Regions from separate parts of the Anser cygnoides genome. Here region 2 is linked to region 1. A link is a contact called in public Hi-C data. All regions are on one chromosome and are shown on one strand. The core of a region is the stretch at or near the end of the contact, and the rest is flanking DNA. Distances in the headings are between cores, read along the strand shown. Region 1 overlaps LOC106041719 (a long non-coding RNA gene). Region 2 holds the start of JARID2 (jumonji and AT-rich interaction domain containing 2).

What was found. Hi-C and Micro-C count contacts between places; a contact is called where the count stands out from the background.
Region 2: a Hi-C map of liver shows a contact between it and region 1, with 2.5 times the contacts expected there. The contact joins the promoter of JARID2 here to the enhancer-like site in region 1. A contact is called at or near these places in 3 of 7 Hi-C or Micro-C datasets (granulosa cells and liver).

The regions. Positions count from the first base shown.
Region 1 is chr2:53,675,149-53,677,848 of Taihu_goose_T2T_genome, forward strand. The region is part of intron 3 of LOC106041719 (a long non-coding RNA gene); the gene reads right to left. Among named protein-coding and RNA genes, the nearest start is that of CD83, 140 kb to the left of the region's middle. Within about 2 kb of position 1,398, at least 1 of the 3 cell types and tissues checked has open chromatin away from gene starts, as enhancers often do. A contact at or near this core is called in liver, where this site is marked.
Region 2 is chr2:53,907,594-53,910,308 of Taihu_goose_T2T_genome, forward strand. JARID2 (jumonji and AT-rich interaction domain containing 2) reads left to right here and starts at 1,355. Exons shown (of 18, transcript XM_048057982.2): 1 at 1,355-2,246. The coding sequence starts at 2,202.

The sequences.
Region 1 (2,700 bases), core at 148-2,647:
TCCATAACTAATGGAACTGTTTTATTACATTTTGAACAGAATAATGCTAGACTAATAATGTCAGTAATTGAGAGCAGCAACCGAGGATATTGGATAGTACCATGTAATTATATAACTTTCTAATAAATCAGATTTTTATCAATAGTAGCATATATTTCATTTAATCTTATTCCAATTGTTTTGTATTTCTCCTTAAACATGCAAAACAAGCTTTCAGGAGAGGTTGCTATCATTTTCAGGTTTTAAAGTGCTTTTGTGGACTGCAAATTCATGGACATTCACTAAAACATACAGCTCATTTCTCACCCATATTTTGGTTTGGTTTAGATTCATTCTACATTGATACAGCTCTCACACTCTGTGTCTGAAAGCAAACAGAGATCCTAAGATACCATCACAGTAAACACCCTGGAATAAAAAGAAAACTCAGAGAATTTAGCAAATACTTGCTATTCTCCAGCACTAATGAGGCAGAATCTCTTCCAGATTAATAAGTAACAGTTGGCTGTCTAGAAAACAGAGGATGGAGAAAGGTGGGGGCAGCGGCTGCTTTTCTTAGCCAGGCTGAGCGGAACAAGGCAACCACTATTTTGCAGAGGTGTGTAAAAACTGACAGCTCTGACCTTAACCCCCTCAAGTTTGCAATACAGCGTTTGTCTGAAGCTTCAGCTACACCCACTCTTCCCCTTCTGATTTAAACATCCCCCCATGTTTTAGTTTAACTTTCAATTTTCTAAATTAAAAATACTTGAGAAACCTAGAGGCTTTTTAAAGTCTTTTGCCATCAAGTGATCTGCTGGACGTAGCCAGGTTGACCATTAATCCCAGGCAGTCTGCTAGTGGGTACATCTGAGTATTGGGAGGATTTGGGGGTACCACTGCTCTTCTCTACAGCACCAGCAAAGCCCATCAGTATTTCACTGCTCTGGCTCCTCATCACAACCCTGCCCTCAGCTGCCCTCCCTTGACTCACTCGAGCAGGAGGCCCTTGTAAACAGAGATAAGCAAACTTCAAAAAGTCCAGATTCTGTTTGGGTAAGTGGCCAAAAGTTCAGAAACGGGCTTGGAAACACAGTGAGAATCGACTTTCTTGGGAGATGGCCAAACATTTTCCACTGAGGCTGGGCTATAAACACTTCAAGAATAGCCTCTCTCGTAGTATTTTGGTGGTATTTGTTTCTCATCCTGTCTGGCTGGGAAAGTAAAGCATCATAAAAACAAAAGGGCTCAGGAATAAATCTTCAGGCCTGCTTCTCTCTGGTCTTTTGCCCAAGCCCTGGGTGAACTGGGAGCTGTGACTCCTGCTCCCTTTGCCCATGTCACCTGCAGCATGTGGGGAGCGGATGGCAAGGGCACAGCGCGTCTTACAGCTTAGGCACCTAAAAGCTGCCTGCTTCCCAGCATGGATCTCCTTCCCCTTCACCTTGCTCTACATCAAAAGCCTACTGAAAATAAAGAGGAAGGGAAAATTTTTTTTCCTGGTCATCTTTCCTGGGTCAGCTCACCGTGGAGTTCAGACACATGCCGGAGTTAGTGCAAGGGTAGGGGCAGGACTTTGCAAGGCTGGGGACAGCAGAGAGGGAGGGGGACCAACCCTGCTCAGCAGCAGCCAGCTATAAATGGGAAACCACAGCCAGAGACCTTGAACACTAAGTTAAAGTCTGTCCTTGTCGTATGGAAACATACTTCTCTGCTTTTAGGAACTGAGATGAGTCACCAAATTCATTCGGCCAGCAGTAGAAACTAGCCCTCCTTTCTGAAGCTCACCCACAGCTCCATCTAGGCCATTGGCTCAGATGGCATGGGCACTGAAGTGGACAAGCATAACCTCCTTGCTCCATCTTGGGGCAAGCCACCCTATAGCCCCTAACCAAGGCACACATCACCAGCAGCAGTGCACCGGGGGCTGGGTGGGAGGGCACAGCTGCCACCATGAATGAGGTCCAAGCAGGATACCAAGGCAAACAGAGCAGATGGAGAAAACAGCAGTCCTGGATAACAACACAAACACTTCCAGGAGAGGGGGAGCGTATGAAACCTGCCTGGTGTGTGTCACGATTGGGTGGCACCTGAAGCTGAGCTAGCCACCTGTAAAGCAGCCTCTGCACCTGTGATGTCTGCTGGGCTTCTCAGCAGCCTGAGGTCTCTGCAGCCATCTGGGGAAAGGAGAGCAGGTGTGGGGGCATGTAAGCCTTGTACCCATCTGCCCAAAAGTGGGGACTGCTCCCCCTCTCCTCCTCCTTCCCTTGTGCCAGACCCAAGGCTCATCTGAGCCAGTCCGACTTGGCAATCCAGAAGAAAAACGAGCCAAAGGAGTCCCAGGAAGTGAGGTGTTCCCTGACAGGTTGAACTTTTGGATCTTGGCCTGCAGACAGGGCACCTCTAGGGCCCTCTTTCAGCCAGGGCACGTTTAGGGCCCTCTTTCCTCTTTCACCCATCTCCACACAACTTCCACTAGCTGCACTGTTTTTGCGCCCTCCAGCTCTTGGCACTGGAGCAATGGCTTCGAGGGCCGCTGCAGGGACATGGAGCAGGGGGACAGAAGGGGACAGGCCACTAATCACACTACCCCCGCCCAGCCATCCCCAACTTTCAGGTGTGACAGCTGCCCTTGCCCCCACCCCGCGGGTGACATGCGTGTGGTTTCACACGGCTGGGAGGGCGGCCGGCACCAGGAAGCCACAGGGTGGCTTGGGCCCA
Region 2 (2,715 bases), core at 105-2,604, 230 kb after region 1:
AAAATTAAGTAGTTATTGCCTAACTTGATTTTTTCCATTTAGCATTTCAAACACCATTTGGGTCCTGTTTCTAGGATAAATGGAGAATGCTGTGTTTGCATACGTGTGTGAGAAAAGCTGGATGGAGGGCCTCATGGGTTACAGCAGTGGACTAGGAGCCACCAGTGACTTGAAGTTCTGGCGACTCCTGGGCCTTCAGCTCTCCTGACTTTAAGGACAGTCATTCAACGGCCTTACACAGAAGTTTTCTCATCTGTGGGGCGGAGGTATTACTCTACAGAGCTGAATGAACATAAACTGCATTTAGAGAACATGGCAGCGTGTTTGAAGCAATACATAACTGTATGCGTTATGGTAGAGGTACGTTCCCTCACAGTTTGCAGTGAGTTACACTGAAAAGCACAAATGGCCACTGACTACAGGAGTCTTCCTGATACTTCACCGGGGAAGCCACCAATTAACCTTGCCCCCGGCTCTCCATGCAAAGCCCTGTCCAGAACTGCTGTCCTTTCTGTGACTCCGCATGCTCCTCTTTGCGCTGGTGGAAAAAAAACGCACAAAAACACACACGCGCACATAAAGACCACAAGTATTTGCAGCTCATAGCTCTTTATTGAAATTCCGGTCCTGAATCGCATCAGCAGCCACCCCTGCGTGTGGGGCAGGAGGTAACGCACTGCGGGCCGGTGGGACGGGAGGAGGAGGAGGAGGAGGAGGAGGAGGAGGAGGAGGAGGGGGAGGAGGAGTGCTGGTGGTGACCTCAGGCTACCTCCGGGGCGCACCAGGCGGCCTGTCCCGAGCTGACACCGGGGCCGACCGACTTTCGTGCGGCCGCTCCCTCCCCCGACCCAGACACATCAATCCCGGCGCCCTGCCGGCAGCCTCCCGCCGCCCTTGCGGCCATAAACTTCCCCCTCCTCCTCCTCCTCCTCCTCCTCCTCCTCCTCCTCAGCGCCATGCCCCCTCCCTCAGCGCCGCCCCCGCCCCTACCACCGACCGCCGCGGGGGGGGGGGGGGGGGGGGCGCTCCTCGCCGAGCAGCCAATGGTCGGCGGTGCACGGAGGAGGGGGGGGGGGATGAGCGCGAGGCACGCCGGGAGATGTAGTTCGCCGGCGCCGCCATTTTGTGGCGAGGGAACTACAACTTTCCCGCGGAGCGAGGACAATTGCCGGGCCCTGCGCGGAGCCCCGCGGCCAGGCCAGGTGCTGCCAGCGACCGGCGGGCCCCGGCGCACGGCCGAGCCCGGGGGACGGGCGCAGGGCCGGAGCGGAAAGGAGAGGAGGCGGCGGCGGCAGCGGGGCGGGGAGGGGAGGGAAGGGGAGGGGGCAGGGCAGGGCGGCGAGGCCGAGCGTGCTGCGCGCTGAGGGACCGTCGCCAAATTCCCCCCCAGGGCTCGCAGCGGCGACCTTGGGCCGGGTGCTGCGGCTGGCGTGCGGGTTGGGAGTTGCGGGCATGCCCTAAGCGGTGCCCGGCTGTGTGTGCGTGTGCCTGTGTGTTGTATATATATCTATATACACGCGCGCACACACACACGCAGACATATATATTATAAAAAAAAAAAAAAAAAAGAGGCAGCCCAGGTCCATTTAAAGTTGCTGGCGGAGAGCTGTTCTCATTGGTTAGGGGGGAGCTGGAGGAGCAGAGACACACACAGTGCGTGCAGCCCTCACTGCTGCTGCTGCTGCTGCTGCTGCTGGAGCTGCTGCTGGTGCTGCTGCTGCTGCTGCTGCTGCTGCTGGAGTTGTCTCTGCTGCTTTTCCCTGCTGCAGCAGCGCCAACGTGACTTCCAACATTTTTGTTATTTATCTTCTCCCTTCAGTCCCTTTCCTTTTCCAAGATGTAACTACGGCTCTGACACTAAGGACCTGCAGATCGCTTAGGTGGCTCGAGAAGGAAAAAAGGGGATATCGAGGGCGTCGTTTTTTGTGTTTAGGGGGAAATTTTCCATTATAATGTTTCACTAAAGTGAATTTTTTTTTTTGTTTCCTTCGCATTCGTCTTTTTTTTTTTTTTTCGTCCCCCATACCTCGGATTTATTGCTAGGAGAATCACATTGTGAGGAAAGAAAAGTCGGATTACAAGATACCACTACAAACAACCCCCTCCCCCCCAGGATTTTTCGGTATTTTTTTTTTTTAATTGTCGCGGCTTTAATTCATGAAGCAATTGTCCCCTTTTGCAATCAGAATTTGGATACCAGAATGAGCAAAGAAAGACCCAAGAGGAATATAATTCAAAAGAAATACGTAAGTGGTCATAACGTATATCATTTGACTCCCAATTTTAGGAAATGGCAGTGAATGTCAAGTTTATAGCTAATTCTGCGGCTATACGGTTTTTAAAAGAAATGTAATGCTGGATTTGTTTGGGGTTTTGTGTGTTGTTGTTGTTGTTGTTTTCTTTTTTTTTTTTTTCCTGCGGTGTGGTGGGGGAGTTTCAGAGGCCCCCTTTTCCCGGGGAAGCCTTCCATCCAGCCGGGTTATAAAACCAGCCTGTGCCTCGCGGTTCCCCCGCTGAACAAATGTATTGACCTCAAATGACACAATCATCATCTAGTTTTCGATGAAAGGCGGGGAGCTCGGGGGGCTGCCGCGGGGGGGATGCAACGAGACGGCGGCTGCCAGCGCCGTGCCGCCGGCTTCTCCCGGCCACCCATGGGTGCTCCAGCCCGGAGCCTGCTGCAACTTGCGGCCGGTGGCCGTGCCGGGCCGTGCC